Linked DNA regions of Mus musculus: all the other regions are linked to region 3. Evidence: chromatin contacts called from public HiChIP or PLAC-seq and Micro-C data. All regions are on one chromosome and are shown on one strand. Each heading gives the region's core, a stretch centred on a gene start, on an enhancer-like site or on the middle of the called end of the contact. The rest is flanking DNA. Distances are from core to core; before and after follow the strand shown.

The links. A called contact is a pair of places that touch in the nucleus more often than the background predicts. HiChIP or PLAC-seq counts read pairs in DNA pulled down with a chosen protein or histone mark.
Region 1: an HNF4G HiChIP or PLAC-seq map of pancreatic cancer cells shows a contact between it and region 3. The contact joins the enhancer-like site here to the promoter of Pde5a in region 3. A contact is called at or near these places in 4 of 39 promoter capture datasets (embryonic stem cells, pre-B cells and stem cell-derived epiblast-like cells), 1 of 484 Hi-C or Micro-C datasets (embryonic stem cells), 3 of 115 datasets of contacts at active chromatin or transcription factors (astrocytes, forebrain and pancreatic cancer cells) and 1 of 9 other capture datasets (embryonic stem cells).
Region 2: a Micro-C map of embryonic stem cells shows a contact between it and region 3, with 3 times the contacts expected there. The contact joins the promoter of Sec24d here to the promoter of Pde5a in region 3. A contact is called at or near these places in 2 of 39 promoter capture datasets (liver and pre-B cells) and 1 of 484 Hi-C or Micro-C datasets (embryonic stem cells).
Region 4: a contact with region 3 is called in a FOXA1 HiChIP or PLAC-seq map of pancreatic cancer cells. The contact joins the promoter of Arhgap29 here to the promoter of Pde5a in region 3. A contact is called at or near these places in 3 of 39 promoter capture datasets (hippocampal neurons, pre-B cells and stem cell-derived epiblast-like cells) and 1 of 115 datasets of contacts at active chromatin or transcription factors (pancreatic cancer cells).

Annotation. Positions count from the first base shown.
Region 1 is chr3:123,333,944-123,336,916 of GRCm38.p6, forward strand. Sec24d (Sec24 related gene family, member D (S. cerevisiae)) reads left to right here. Exons shown (of 23, transcript NM_027135.2): 11 at 2,543-2,667. Among named protein-coding and RNA genes, the nearest start is that of Mettl14, 51 kb to the right of the region's middle. Within about 2 kb of position 1,713, at least 75 of the 459 cell types and tissues checked have an H3K27ac peak or open chromatin away from gene starts, as enhancers often do. A contact at or near this core is called in pancreatic cancer cells, where this site is marked.
Region 2 is chr3:123,265,612-123,268,810 of GRCm38.p6, forward strand. Sec24d (Sec24 related gene family, member D (S. cerevisiae)) reads left to right here and starts at 1,885. Exons shown (of 23, transcript NM_027135.2): 1 at 1,885-1,925.
Region 3 is chr3:122,727,769-122,730,914 of GRCm38.p6, forward strand. Pde5a (phosphodiesterase 5A, cGMP-specific) reads left to right here and starts at 1,390. Exons shown (of 21, transcript NM_153422.2): 1 at 1,390-1,599. The coding sequence starts at 1,478.
Region 4 is chr3:121,966,151-121,969,092 of GRCm38.p6, forward strand. Arhgap29 (Rho GTPase activating protein 29) reads left to right here and starts at 1,656. Exons shown (of 23, transcript NM_001356524.1): 1 at 1,656-1,807.

The sequences.
Region 1 (2,973 bases), core at 463-2,962, 610 kb after region 3:
TCTCCTCCCATTATTGTTTCAGTTTGGGTTTGCTTTAGTGCAGTGGTTCTCAGCCTTCCTAACACTGTGACCCTTTAATACAGTTCCCCAGGTTGTGGTAACCCCCAACCATAAAATTATTTTTGTTGCTACTCCATAATTGTAATTTCACTACTGTTATGAATTGCTGTGTAAATATCTGATAAGCAGGATGGTCTTAGGTGAGCCATGTGAAAGGGTCGTTTGACCTCCAAGTTCAAATTCTACTTTCATATCCTGAGATGTTTTCATTTTTCATTCAGCTCTTTGTCTTTTTTGGTGTCCATGAAGGCATTTATTCATATCATCTTTAAGGTTCTTGAGAGTGTTCATAGCTGCCACTTTGAAGGCCTTCTTGTACACCTCAGCTGACTCCTTTTCCCAAGGTCTATTGCAGTAGAGTTGCTGACTTCCAGAGGAGCCATATTAACTTGGCTGTTCATGTTTGAGTTTTTGTGCCAGGATCCAGGCATCTGGCATTATGATGTTTGAGTTGTTTCTTGGTGTAGATGTCTGGTCTTGCTTTTGTTAGGTTCATTGGTTGCTGTCTCTCACTCTGGATACTAGGCAGGCGTGGCAGATGTGCGGTTCCTGGTAGAGAACTTTTCTGATGGTCCGCATGTGACACAGGAATGGAGATGCTCTAGGAAGACAGGCAGAGATGGGGAGTAGGAAAGGAGCTGGGAGACCCCGGTTCTGCACCCAGAGGAAGAATTCTCAGGGAGTGGAGGTTGGATAGGAGCTGTAGCAGGTCTAAGAGTTAAGTTCAGAGGACTAGAATGGAAGACAAGAAAGATACTGAAAAATCGCCTACCTGTGTCTCAGCCCAGCATGGCGGCCGGGGGCCGGGGGTGGGGGGGGAGGGTCTGGCAGAAAGTGTTCCTGCAGGTTGGTGGCTGACACAAAGGGAATGGAGGTGGCTACAAGGGAAAGCAGAGAAGGTCTGAGGGAAGAGGGTTCCTGGGTCCACACCCAGCAGCCAGAAGAACCATTCTTAAAAGAAAAACAAATGGCTGAGGGGACCCTAACCACCAAATTCTGCGTCAGGTCTGTCATGTTGTTTGCCGTCACTGATAGAAACCGGAAGGCCATGTGGTTAGGAGGAAGTAGAGGTTAACTTTACGCATGCTGAAAACAAGCCTTAGTGACTGAAGGATTCCTAAGGAGAAAAGCTGGCTAGAGTTACGAAGAATGACTCACAGTGAGTGTCCAGGAGAATACAAGAATAATAAACCACCATTGGGATTGCCATAAAGAGGTGTTGCGTTAACTAATGATAACAGTTGCCAGTTTCACTGCTGGAATCCATATCATGGAGTGGAGGAGATGAGACTTGGAAGTTATCCAAGCTCTCCCATTCCTTGGCTGTTCTGATTTTGGATCGGAAAAGTGACATTTTCAGATTGCTTTTTAAATCTTATGAGTTCTTATTTGAAATGGAGTATTTTACTAGAACCATATTATGTCTAACCTTATAGGAGATAAAGACTCAATCAGAGAGCATTTATAATTCTCACCATCTAGCTATATAGGAGTTGAACTACGTTTTAATTTTAGAACATTTTTATGCTTTATTATCAGAGGAAACACTGTTGGTCTTGGGTCTTTACTCGCTAGTGGAGGTCACTGATCATATTTGCCTGTGGCTTTCTTTTCTAAACACTTTATAAATCCCAGTTGAAGGATTGTTTCCTTATGAGCTGTTTGGCCACCAGCCAGATTAATAGTGAGTGCGCACTGTCCTGACAGCTGCTTGATGTTACAGTGAGTGTTGCAAGGACACAGGGAAAGGGGGCATTTTTCTTTACCACAGATGTGAAGTAGGTTTTGGAAGTATTTTATAATGTACATTTTTAAGGTATGCAGTTAAATCATAATAGATATTCCCATATCTGTAGTTGAGCATGGTTATTACAGGTTGTATTCCTGTAATCCCTTAGATGAGAGGATTGACTGTGTGTTTGAAGCCAGCCTGGGCTACACAGCAAGACCTTGCCTTAAAAAGAAACAAATCATACATATATATGTTTCTTTTATATATATATATATATATATATATATCCAAAGGAACTCATAAGAGAATATATCTGAAAATCATGATATTCCCATTAATAGAGCTTGGTTACAGCTTCCAAAAGAAATGTATACTCCTTTGTAGCATTCCTTCTCAGGGGCCCAAATGCATTCCCTCTGTAAGGGAGTGTGCTACATGCAGGGCTGGCTCAATACTTGACTTCCCTTCAGCAGTCATGGGAGGAGAGTCTCTGGAGATAAAAAAGCAAACCATTTCTGTTAAATATAATAGAAAGTTCATGTCATAACGTGGAAAATAAACAGGCTATTTTTAAAAAAAATCTTTTTATAGTGGTGGGGTATTGGGGTTCCTAGAAAGTTATTTGATCCACAGATGTTATAGCCTAGGTATTGAATGAAGCATCTGATAGTCTTCTAGCATTTGTTTATGTTTGATTATGAGGTATGCTTGCCTTGTATCGACTTCTGTGATGTGCTTGCTTCCCTGCAGAAGAATAAACCTCCCAGCCCACCAGCCTTCATCTTCATGATTGATGTCTCATATAGTAACATAAAGAATGGCCTCGTCAAGCTCATATGTGAAGAGCTGAAGACCGCGCTGAAGCGGCTACCCAAGTAAGGATGCTTGCTGCTGGCCTCCTGTGAATTACACCGTGTCACTGAGCTGAGCAGACTGGCTGATTAATATCGTTTGCTAATGAGAACATTATAGTCAGTTATAAATCAAACTACACCATTCTTTGGGGGTATTTAAAATGTCAGAGTGGATGTTTATAGAAAGAAAAGAAAATAGGAGAAAGAAAAAAAAAACAATGGTAGATAAATGAAACATCTCAAAGATACTTTATAAATTACAGGAGAATCCCAACTGTGTGTATGTGTGTGTGTGTGTGTGTGTGTGTGTGTGTGTGTGTGTGTGTG
Region 2 (3,199 bases), core at 635-3,134, 540 kb after region 3:
CAGATACTGTTTTAGCACCGTGCCTGCCTGCCTGCCTGCCTGCCACCATGTTCTCTGACATGATGGCTATGAGCTCTACTCCTCTGAAACTGTAAATCCTCAGTAAAAACATTCTCTAAATTGCCTTGGTCATGGTGTCTTATCTAAGGAGGTGGAGGAGGAAGAAGAGGAGGTGGAGGAGGAAAAGGAGGGGGAAGAGGAAGAGGAAGAGGAAGAGGAAGAGGAAGAGGAAGAGGAGGAGGAGGAGGAGGAGGAAGAAGAAGAAGAAGAAGAAGAAGAAGAAGAAGAAGAAGAAGAAGAAGAAGAAGAAGAAGAAGAAGAAGAAGAAGAAAGTTGCGTGGCCTAGATCACTCACCAGGGTCAGGAATGGGGGCTGTGGCTTGCTTGGGGACCCTCTATGTCTCCCTCTTTGCTTCCTGGCTACTGTGACATGAGCGGCTTTACTGTGTCAGTCCTCCTGCCTGTCACGATGCTTTGCATCTTCAGACACCTATAGCAGTTCAGCAAGATGACTTAGGACTGAAACCTTAGAGACTGAGACAATGCAAATTATTACCCTTTAAATTGGTTTCTTTTTTAGTGATAAACAGTTGACACAGTTGCCTCAAAATTCCTAATACTGTGGGTGATGGTGGCTCATGTCCTTAATCCTAGCACTTGGGAGGCAGAAGCAGGTGGATTGCTGAGTTTGAGGCCAGCCTGGTCTAGAGAGTGAGTTCCAGGACAGCAAAGGCTACAAAGAGAAACCCTGTCTCAAACAACAACAACAACATGTCTTGATAATGATAATTCTAAAAGAAGACCTGGCAGGTCTGAGAGGATCTATATTGAGCATAGATGGATTGAGCTGAGAAGACCCGCCCAGTGTGTGGGACATCATTCCCTGGACTGGCATCCTGGACTGCATAAAAAGAGCCAGACACAAGCACTGATTGCTCTCTGCTTTCCTGACTGTGCCCGCATAGTGATCAGCTGCCTCAAGCTACCGCATCAAGATGGATTACTCCCTTGAACTGTGGACCAAAATAAACATTTTCTCCTTTTAGTTGTGGTTGCCAGAGTATTTTATCACAGCAACAGGAAAAGTTACTCAGGTAGCTTTTGATTAGTCAAGCTTTAGGGAGCTTTTATTTCTGGTTCCTCAGAAGGAGGCACACAGTGAGGGCAAAATCACTAGGCTGCTTTTATTTCATAAAACTTTCATAGATTCCCCAAACTCGCAGCTCGGCTGCGGACTGAACTCATACTTTCTCTCTGATAGTGAGACATTTTTGGAGTGTGGCCTATTGGTCCTGATTTTAGGGCCAAATAGGTGTTTCTCAACTGTTTCTGTCCAAAGGTGAGCTAAAAGTTATCTACCTTTGACACAGGCCAGTTCCTGTTTGTGGGTGGGGCACACCCAGTTAAGTGGGCAAGCCCACGGAGGTCCTGCAACCCTTTGCTTCCTTGAGGACACCTCAGCTGAGCGTCTCGTTTCACACAGAACCAGGCTGTCGTGGGCCTTCCTTCCTTCTGTGGTTGTGCTGGAAGACGTCATCAAATTGTCTGTCCACGCGCCAGATTCCTCTGGCCACTGAGCACTCCCCGACACGCGTCGCTTCCAGTAAGGCGAGCGCAGCGCAGCGATTCAGTGCCACCTGTTGAACCCAGAGCGCGCCCTCCTCACCCCACCCAAGTCCCCTGCCACCGGCTCCGGAGGATCTTTGACAAATTGGAGGAGGCGGGGCCTCGCGAAGGAAAAGCTTAGAGGAAAAGACCCGGAAAGAGGCGCGAGACCGCAGTGGGAGGTGCGGCCCCGCCCCCGCCAGGGCGCGCCGCGGGAGCGAGCGGGTCCAGCACGCGCGCGCGCCCGGGCGCCTGACGTGGCACTAGCAACCCAGAGCGACTCGGCGGCGGCGGCGCGGGGCGCGGAGCGTGCAGAGCAGGTACGGCAGACGCGGGGCGCAGGGCGCAGGGAGGAGGGTGGGGAGGAAGGGGAGCCACAGGTACAGCAGGTTCGGGCTGAGGGTGCGGAGCGTCCACACGCGGCTGCACCGCGACTCCCCATCAACTTGGCTCTCTGGTTCCCGGAGGAGGAGAGGGCTGGAAATATTCCGAGGGAAAATGGCAACTACAGTGTTCAGCTCCGGGACATCATTAGAGGGAAACGCGAACTTGTCCCGGGTGACAGTGGAAGGGGAAGGGTGTCTTTGTAGAATCCGAGCGCTCGGGGTTTGGATTCGAGGCCGGTTTGTGCCAAGTGGCTCTCTGCCATGTCGCCGCTTGCAGCTGAGTCAGGTTTCTGCAACTTGGTGTACTGGGTGAGGAAGTTTGACGTGGCAGAGAAGGGTGAGGAAGCGAATTCCTCCCAGGACCAGGGAAGAGGGCTGGGCGGCTTCCAGTCCCCTGCTGTGAGCATCGCTGTCCCGCTCCCCTTCCGCAGCTGCTGCGTGGGTGCGCCGGTGCGGTCTTCTGAAGGCTCTGGGCTGCACGGGGCCAAGCGACTGCCACGTCTCTCTAGGCGCAGTGGGAGGAGGGAAAGTGTTGTCAGGAACACAGTGAACTAGAGACCTTTGTCTGCCTTTCTGTCCTCCGTTAGCAAGACAGTGACCTCATCATACTCATGGTTGCTACTCGGAAGCTGAAGGTTTAATATGAAAACAAAGCTAAATCATGGATGTTAGTCTTCACGTTTGAAATTTGCATGCCATTTCCAGAATAAAGAGATCCCACGTCTTACTTAGAAGGTATTACTAATCTTTACCTTAAACCACTACCTTAAACCGCAGCAACGAGAAAGAAAGGAGAGGTACCCAAATGCTTGATGGAGAAACTGGAAAGAAACTAGAGAATCAGGGTTTCACAACTAATATGGCTTTTGGACACTTCATTTTCTAAAACAGAAAACTGAGGCCCAAAGAACCTCTTCAGTTTACTGTGTCACAAAGCTTTGCATGGGCAGATAGGAAACAAATCATAATTCTTTTGCCAGGCTTCAGAGCACCTCCTGTCTTGTAACAAATGTTTTTTTGAAAGCCAGACATGGTGGCACACACCTTTAATCCCAGCATTGGGGAGTCAGAGGCAGGCAGATCTCTTTGAGTTCGAGGCTAGCCTGGTCTACAGAGTAAGTTCAGGACAGCAAGGACTACAAGGGAAACCTTGTCTCTGCAGAAACCAACCAACCAAATAAACAAAAGTATCTTTTAAAAACCTCTCT
Region 3 (3,146 bases), core at 140-2,639:
TATATTTATTTATTTATTATATGTAAGTACACTGTAGCTGTCCTCAGACACTCCAGAAGAGGGAGTCAGATCTTGTTATGGATGGTTGTGAGCCACCATGTGGTTGCTGGGATTTGAACTCCTGACCTTCGGAAGAGCAGTCGGGTGCTCTTACCCACTGAGCCATCTCACCAGCCCCCGAAGGAAGAACTCTTAACCACTCAGCCAGAATGAAGTGTCAATATGAACTTTGGAGGGAGCGGGCACAAACAGTTAAGGCCCAATTTCTAGCTATTATCCCAGAGTTCAGTTTTAAATCAGGTGACTTCCTGGTAGGAGGAATGTGTAGATATGGGGTGGGGGTGGGGTTCACCAACAAGGGGAAACTCCCTATTCGCTAAGCATATTTAATGTCATAGTAACATATCAGGAGAGAACTGTCATTTTAAAATCTAATATAATTTATCATGTGTTGCTTTGGTCATGGAATTTTATCACAGCAATAAGCAATGTAAGGCAATACTATTTCTGAGGTATCGATGCCAGTTAAATACAAATGAGTTCATTTTAAATCAGGCTAACTGGGTGTTCCCAGTTGTACATGGGTAGCTAGTGTTAGGGTTCGTAAGTCAGCAGAATCGTGTAGAGGTAGTCTTAGCTTCAAAATTCACAGGCCAAGGACAGGTGGTTGTCATTTTTATGTCCTATGTCTAACCGAATCTTGCGCTTCCATAAGGAGGGTCTTTGGTGTATGAATCAATGATTACAACTGATGTTAGCCTTAAGCTCGGATGTGGTTTTGATGGAAGCCACTGTGTCCCGTACCTGCAGGTTTGTCATAGCGGTTTCTTCCTCATGTCTCTCCCTAGCTTGTAGGGTTGGAGTGCTTTCCGGAGTCACTGGGAGGGCTGCTGTGAGGGAGATAGGTTCTGGGTCCTCTCCACCAAGAGTTGCTTAAGGAGAAAAGTGAGGTGGGGCTGTCCCTGTACTACTAAGAACGAAGAAAAACAATCACGTTAACTTTTTCCCACACTTTCTAGTGAAGCTCCTGCCTCTTGCCTTCTGGACTGTAGATGAGTCCTCACTGTGATCTTTCTGTCCTAGAGTTGGTTGGTTGGGAATTGCAAATCCACCCACTGTCACCTTTGCGCATAGAGGGAAGCTGACTCGGCCCACAGCGCACCCCAGCGGCGGTCTGGAGTCCTTCTAGCCTTGGCCACTTGGCTTCCGGAGGGCTCGCCAGTCAGCGCCGAGGCAGATGCAGAAAGCCGGTTTCCGCGGGACCCCAAGGAGGACGCCCGCCACCTGGGAACCTCGGGGACCTGGAGGGGCGGGGCTGAGCGAGCTCCGGGGCCGGCCCGCGTCTCTGTGGCTTCGCTGAGACACTGCAGGGACGAATAAAGGCAAAAGGGGAGGGTCTCGAACACTGTCCTGCTCCTCTGAGAGAGAGAGGTGGAAATCCGGCACCTCCGAGCCGCAGAGACGCGCGGCAAGCACCATGGAACGAGCGGGCCCCAACTCCGTGCGGTCGCAGCAGCAGCGGGACCCGGACTGGGTGGAAGCGTGGCTGGATGATCACCGGGACTTTACCTTCTCTTACTTTATTAGAAAGGCCACCAGGTAAGAAGAGGAGCCACAAAGGACACAGCCAGGGACATGAAGCGTGACCTGAGGCTGATCTCTCTCCCCCACCATTGAATTTTCCCCTCGATCCAACATTAAACAATCCCCGTTCCCAGGCCCTTTGCTTCGGAAGTAGCTTCTCGGTCCCAGTACGGACTGGAGTCCTCTACTTAAAGGGAGCACAGTTGAGAAGCGAGGCGTCGGATTAGAAAGGACTTGCCCACGAAGTTAAAAACAAAAGCGTACACCCGGCCCTGGAGCAAGATTACTCTCCCGGGCCTTCTCCCCTCCCCTCTACTCTCCCGGTTTCCCTCCCAAACCCGCTTAGCAAAAACCAAAACAAGCCAGAGCCCCTTCCCAGCGGCTCCGGAAGCACCACTGCGGGCGCGTCCCTGTGGTCGTGCTCCTCCCCTGCCCGGCTTGCTCTGACCCTGGAGGGGCGGGGAAGCCGGGGGGGTCTGGACCAGGCCACCGGGAAGCCTGGGTGCCGCAGCTTGCCCGGGTCGCCCCCAGTGAGGACTGTCGCCTTTGGTCCCCCAATAGTCCTCTGGTCATCCCTCTTCTGGCTGCGTCGCCGCAAGGAGGATTTTCGCGGAGCTTTGCGGCGCGCACACAAAGGGCGGGAGGGAGGCGGCCCGGGCGGACTCGGGGACCCGGGGACCCGGAGCACCCCAGAGGCCAGTTCTTCCTGGTCTCGAGCCAAACGCCGGGAGGCCGCTGCGGAGGGCGTGGAGAAGGGAGCCTGTCCTTTAGGATCCGACTGCTGCACGGGCAGTCGGGGCTCGCGCAGACTTGAGAGTGGAGCGGAGGGACGAGAGGGTGGAGCGGAGTGCGTGGCGGGCGGGTCCCCCGAAGCTCGAGGAGTCGCCGTGAAGCCCGCGCGCGCGCTTGCCTCCGGCGCGCCGATCTGGGCTGAACTAACCAGCTCTGCTTTGGAGAAGGGGCTGGAGCCCCGCCACCGGCGCCTTGGGGCAACGGCCGTCGAGCAGCTGGTGCTGGCCGCCCGAGCCGGGAGGGCGACTCTCGCCGGGCGGGGATGGTGGACGAGCCGGTGGGGACTCGCCCGAGCGCGGCCGCCACTCGGCCGGGCGCTGCCCGCCAGGGGGCGACGCAACGCGGGGTCCGCAGCCGGCGACCCGCAGCGAAGAGGCGGCGGGGGCAGTAGGGGAGCCGGTCGGGCACTCACGGAACTCCGTCGGCCCCCAGAGTCTCCCGAGTCCACCATCCGAGGAGTTCGCAAACGAGCGCCCCACCTTTGCTATGTTGCCCTTTGGAGACAAAACGAGGTACTTCCTTCAACATCCCGCTGGCCACTTTGTCTGGGGAAGGGCTGCGGGGGTTAGCGGCTGGCGGGGGCACCCCTCACACCTGCGGGAGATGAAGCCGCCCGATAGACGGGCAGTATGACTTTGTCTCACCTTGCTTTTTCACGGAGATACTACATGGGGGTCAGTTTTCTCTCTTTTCTCACGGAGCCTCTTCTGGACAGTTTTGGCGTTTTGCTTGTGAGTCTAGCCTTTCATGGCTGAGCGCTCTCTCCAGCC
Region 4 (2,942 bases), core at 406-2,905, 760 kb before region 3:
GAGGTGTCCTCCACTTTTCCCTTAGCTGTAAGTAGTCTTCCTACTGTAGCTTTTTATCTCCGATTCCTTCTCAGCTTTCATTATCTGTCTCTGTCCTTCCCTCACCCTCCTCTCCATAATTGTCTTTGTCCTTACACTTTTCTTTGTCTCTCTCCCAGCTCCTCATGCCCCTTTCTCTCTATCAGTTACTTGTTCATCTTATTTGTTAAGTGACATAATCAGATCCATTTTAATCAGAACACAATCTTCTTTTATATTAGTTGGATGGGAGTGATCGGTGGTGGCTGGGAGCTCAGTGAGATAGACTCTTGTGTAGCCTTAGGCTGGCCTGGAACTCATTGGGTAGCTGAGACTGGCTTTGGAATCTTGATCCATCTGCCTCTATCTCCTAAATTGTAGGACTACAGAAATGTGCCACCAACTTCAACTCAGTTTTCTTTATTAAATGGAATGGCAGATGTATAAAAAGAGAATTGACATATTTTTAAATAACTTAATGGGGGTGTGAGCAGCTAAGAACCACTTGAAGCAGCCACTTCTTACCATTTCCCCCCAAATGTGTGTTTCTAACTGTAGTCGTACTCTCACCCCCTTTATTCTTGAGGATGCCTTTCCTCTTAGTAGCTTGCTTTAAAAGTTCAAACATCAGTTTCCATGCTAAAAGTCTTTGCTACTTTTTTTCCCCGAATGCAATTAAAAGTAGTCTGGTTTTGAGAGGTTCCTGAATATTTGGAGCGCAAATTTGGTATTTTGTGTTTGAGGGCAGAAGGGATATATTTGTATGAATCTTAAAAATCCACTGTAGAGCTAAAGTAACCAAGCAATTCCATATTTATCCTTTCAAGTTACACTAAGGGGGCTGTTTTTCTGGTAATAATTGGAAAATTTAAGTGTCTGTTTTTCAGAAATTTCTCCTGATTCAATGCCTCACTTGTTGGGCCTACAGTATTTCTGTCTTATTTTCTGGTCTCCTTGGGTCCTACTCTCTTCTTTCTTTGCTTGTTTCTCTCTTGGGGTTTGCTGCCCGTTCTTTCACCTCCCCTCACACTGCCCTGGATCCTTTTCCTCCCACAGGTGGCCATTTTTCTGTCTCTATACTGTTCCCACAGGCACCCTCCCCATGTTTTTCTCTAGCTTAGCTTTCTGTGTTGAATTCAAGAGTCCTTGTATTTCGAGGGACCTGCTGCTTTTTAAACCATTCCTTCATATATCCTGAGGTGAGTTTGAAAAGGCAGTTGACCAAACACGGGCCTTGGTGGAAAATTCTGCCCTTTATAAGGGGCTGAATGGTTGTCTGGTTTCGATGTAGTTAATTCTTTTGGAATTAGGGCTAGGTAGGCCTTGTTGCATGTTACCTGAGTGGAGCCTTCGTCTTCAGCTCGTATCATTTCGGGATTTGGTGACAGAAGATGAAAGTGGTCCAGGAAATACACCACCCAAGAATGCCTATTAGCAAATCCAGTTCTAAGGTGACTTTTCCTAAGCAATGTCTTCTGTGAGGAGACCCTGTCAGACCAGAAGCTGCTGACAGACTACCACACCCCGGGCTCCTCTACCTTCTCTGCGCTCTGTCCCCGCCCCTGCGAGTTTGAGCCAATGGGCTGAGCCCCAGGGGGTGGGCTGGGGCGGGGCAGAGGTGGGGCCAGGGCGGAGCACCTCTGCCCCAGCTGCCTCACAGCAGTGCTGGCTCGGCCCGGCATGGAGGATGGAGGCAGCAAGTTTGAGCCCTAGGCGGCACGAGCCGCCGCCGCCAGGCTGTGGGCGTTCATCTGAAGTCGGCACGGGGGATACAGGATGGAGCCCCACGGTGAGTGAGGGGCGGTGGTGCTCGTTTCCACCGAGGCTGCTGAGTTGGGGTTCCCCTGAGTTGCTATCGAGTCTGGGTCCGAATGTGCGGCTAGTTCTCGGTGCTCTTAGTCCTCGCTAAGCTTAGGAACTGGACTGTGAGTTAAGGACCTGCAGGGGTGAGCAGATGGTATTCTAAGTAAAGCTGCCAGTTAGCTCGTATTTACCTACCGAGTACTGAAACTTCCCAATTTGTAACTCCTTTAATTCTCAGGACAGCTCCATGACCCTTGAACTCATTTCTCAAACAGGGAAGCTGAGGTGAAAAATCTGCCCAAAGTAGTAATTGACAGTATCAAGGCTTAATCCTATGCGCCCTTGCCCCAGAATCCGTGCTTTTTGCTCTGGAGCAGTGTGCTCCCGCCAACCCCGCCAGCAATTCTCGCTCCAGATGGGGTGCTCAGTCCCAAAGTATTTTAGGAGTCCCATCGTGCATATTGTTGTCTTCTATGTTTTGTGTTTAGAGAATATTTTTGTTTGAGCACACTCTCAGTGTCTTGGTGTGTTCTCATTTTGTTTTGAATATGTTTGGAGGTTTGATGGTTTTAATTTTAAAACATTTATGGATGCATGTGCTCAAGACCTGGAATTTTGAAGGTAGAATTCTAGTGGCCGATGACAGTCTCTCCTTATCGGTTTTTCACCTTTGAGAGATAACACACCAAACAAATTTTTGGAGACAGGATTGTTACCTGTTAAGGCCTCTGTGACTATCTCTTGTTAGTTGAGTCTTTTGTCTGACACTATCGATGTTGGCTGGCCTTTTTCGTTTCTCTCCTTTCCTCTGTATGCATGAAGTCAGGCATAGGGAACGTGCGCTTTGGCATTGGGTGGTTTTGGCTGATCAGAGGCGAGCCCTCCTTGCCAGGAATGCTAGACATTCTGGAGGCGTGGGGGGCAGGGCAGCTTTTTCTCCCTCTTTTTCCTTTTCCTTTTTCTTTCTTTTTTAGTTATCCTGCTGGGTTCAGACTGCACAGGAATGAAATGTGTGTTGTATATCTTACTTTAGACGTTGTTAAGGATAAAGCTGTTCCCGACATGCTCCCGTTCTGTTTTTGTAGAGTGTTTTTTAAAAGTGTAGTTAAAGACCTTTACAC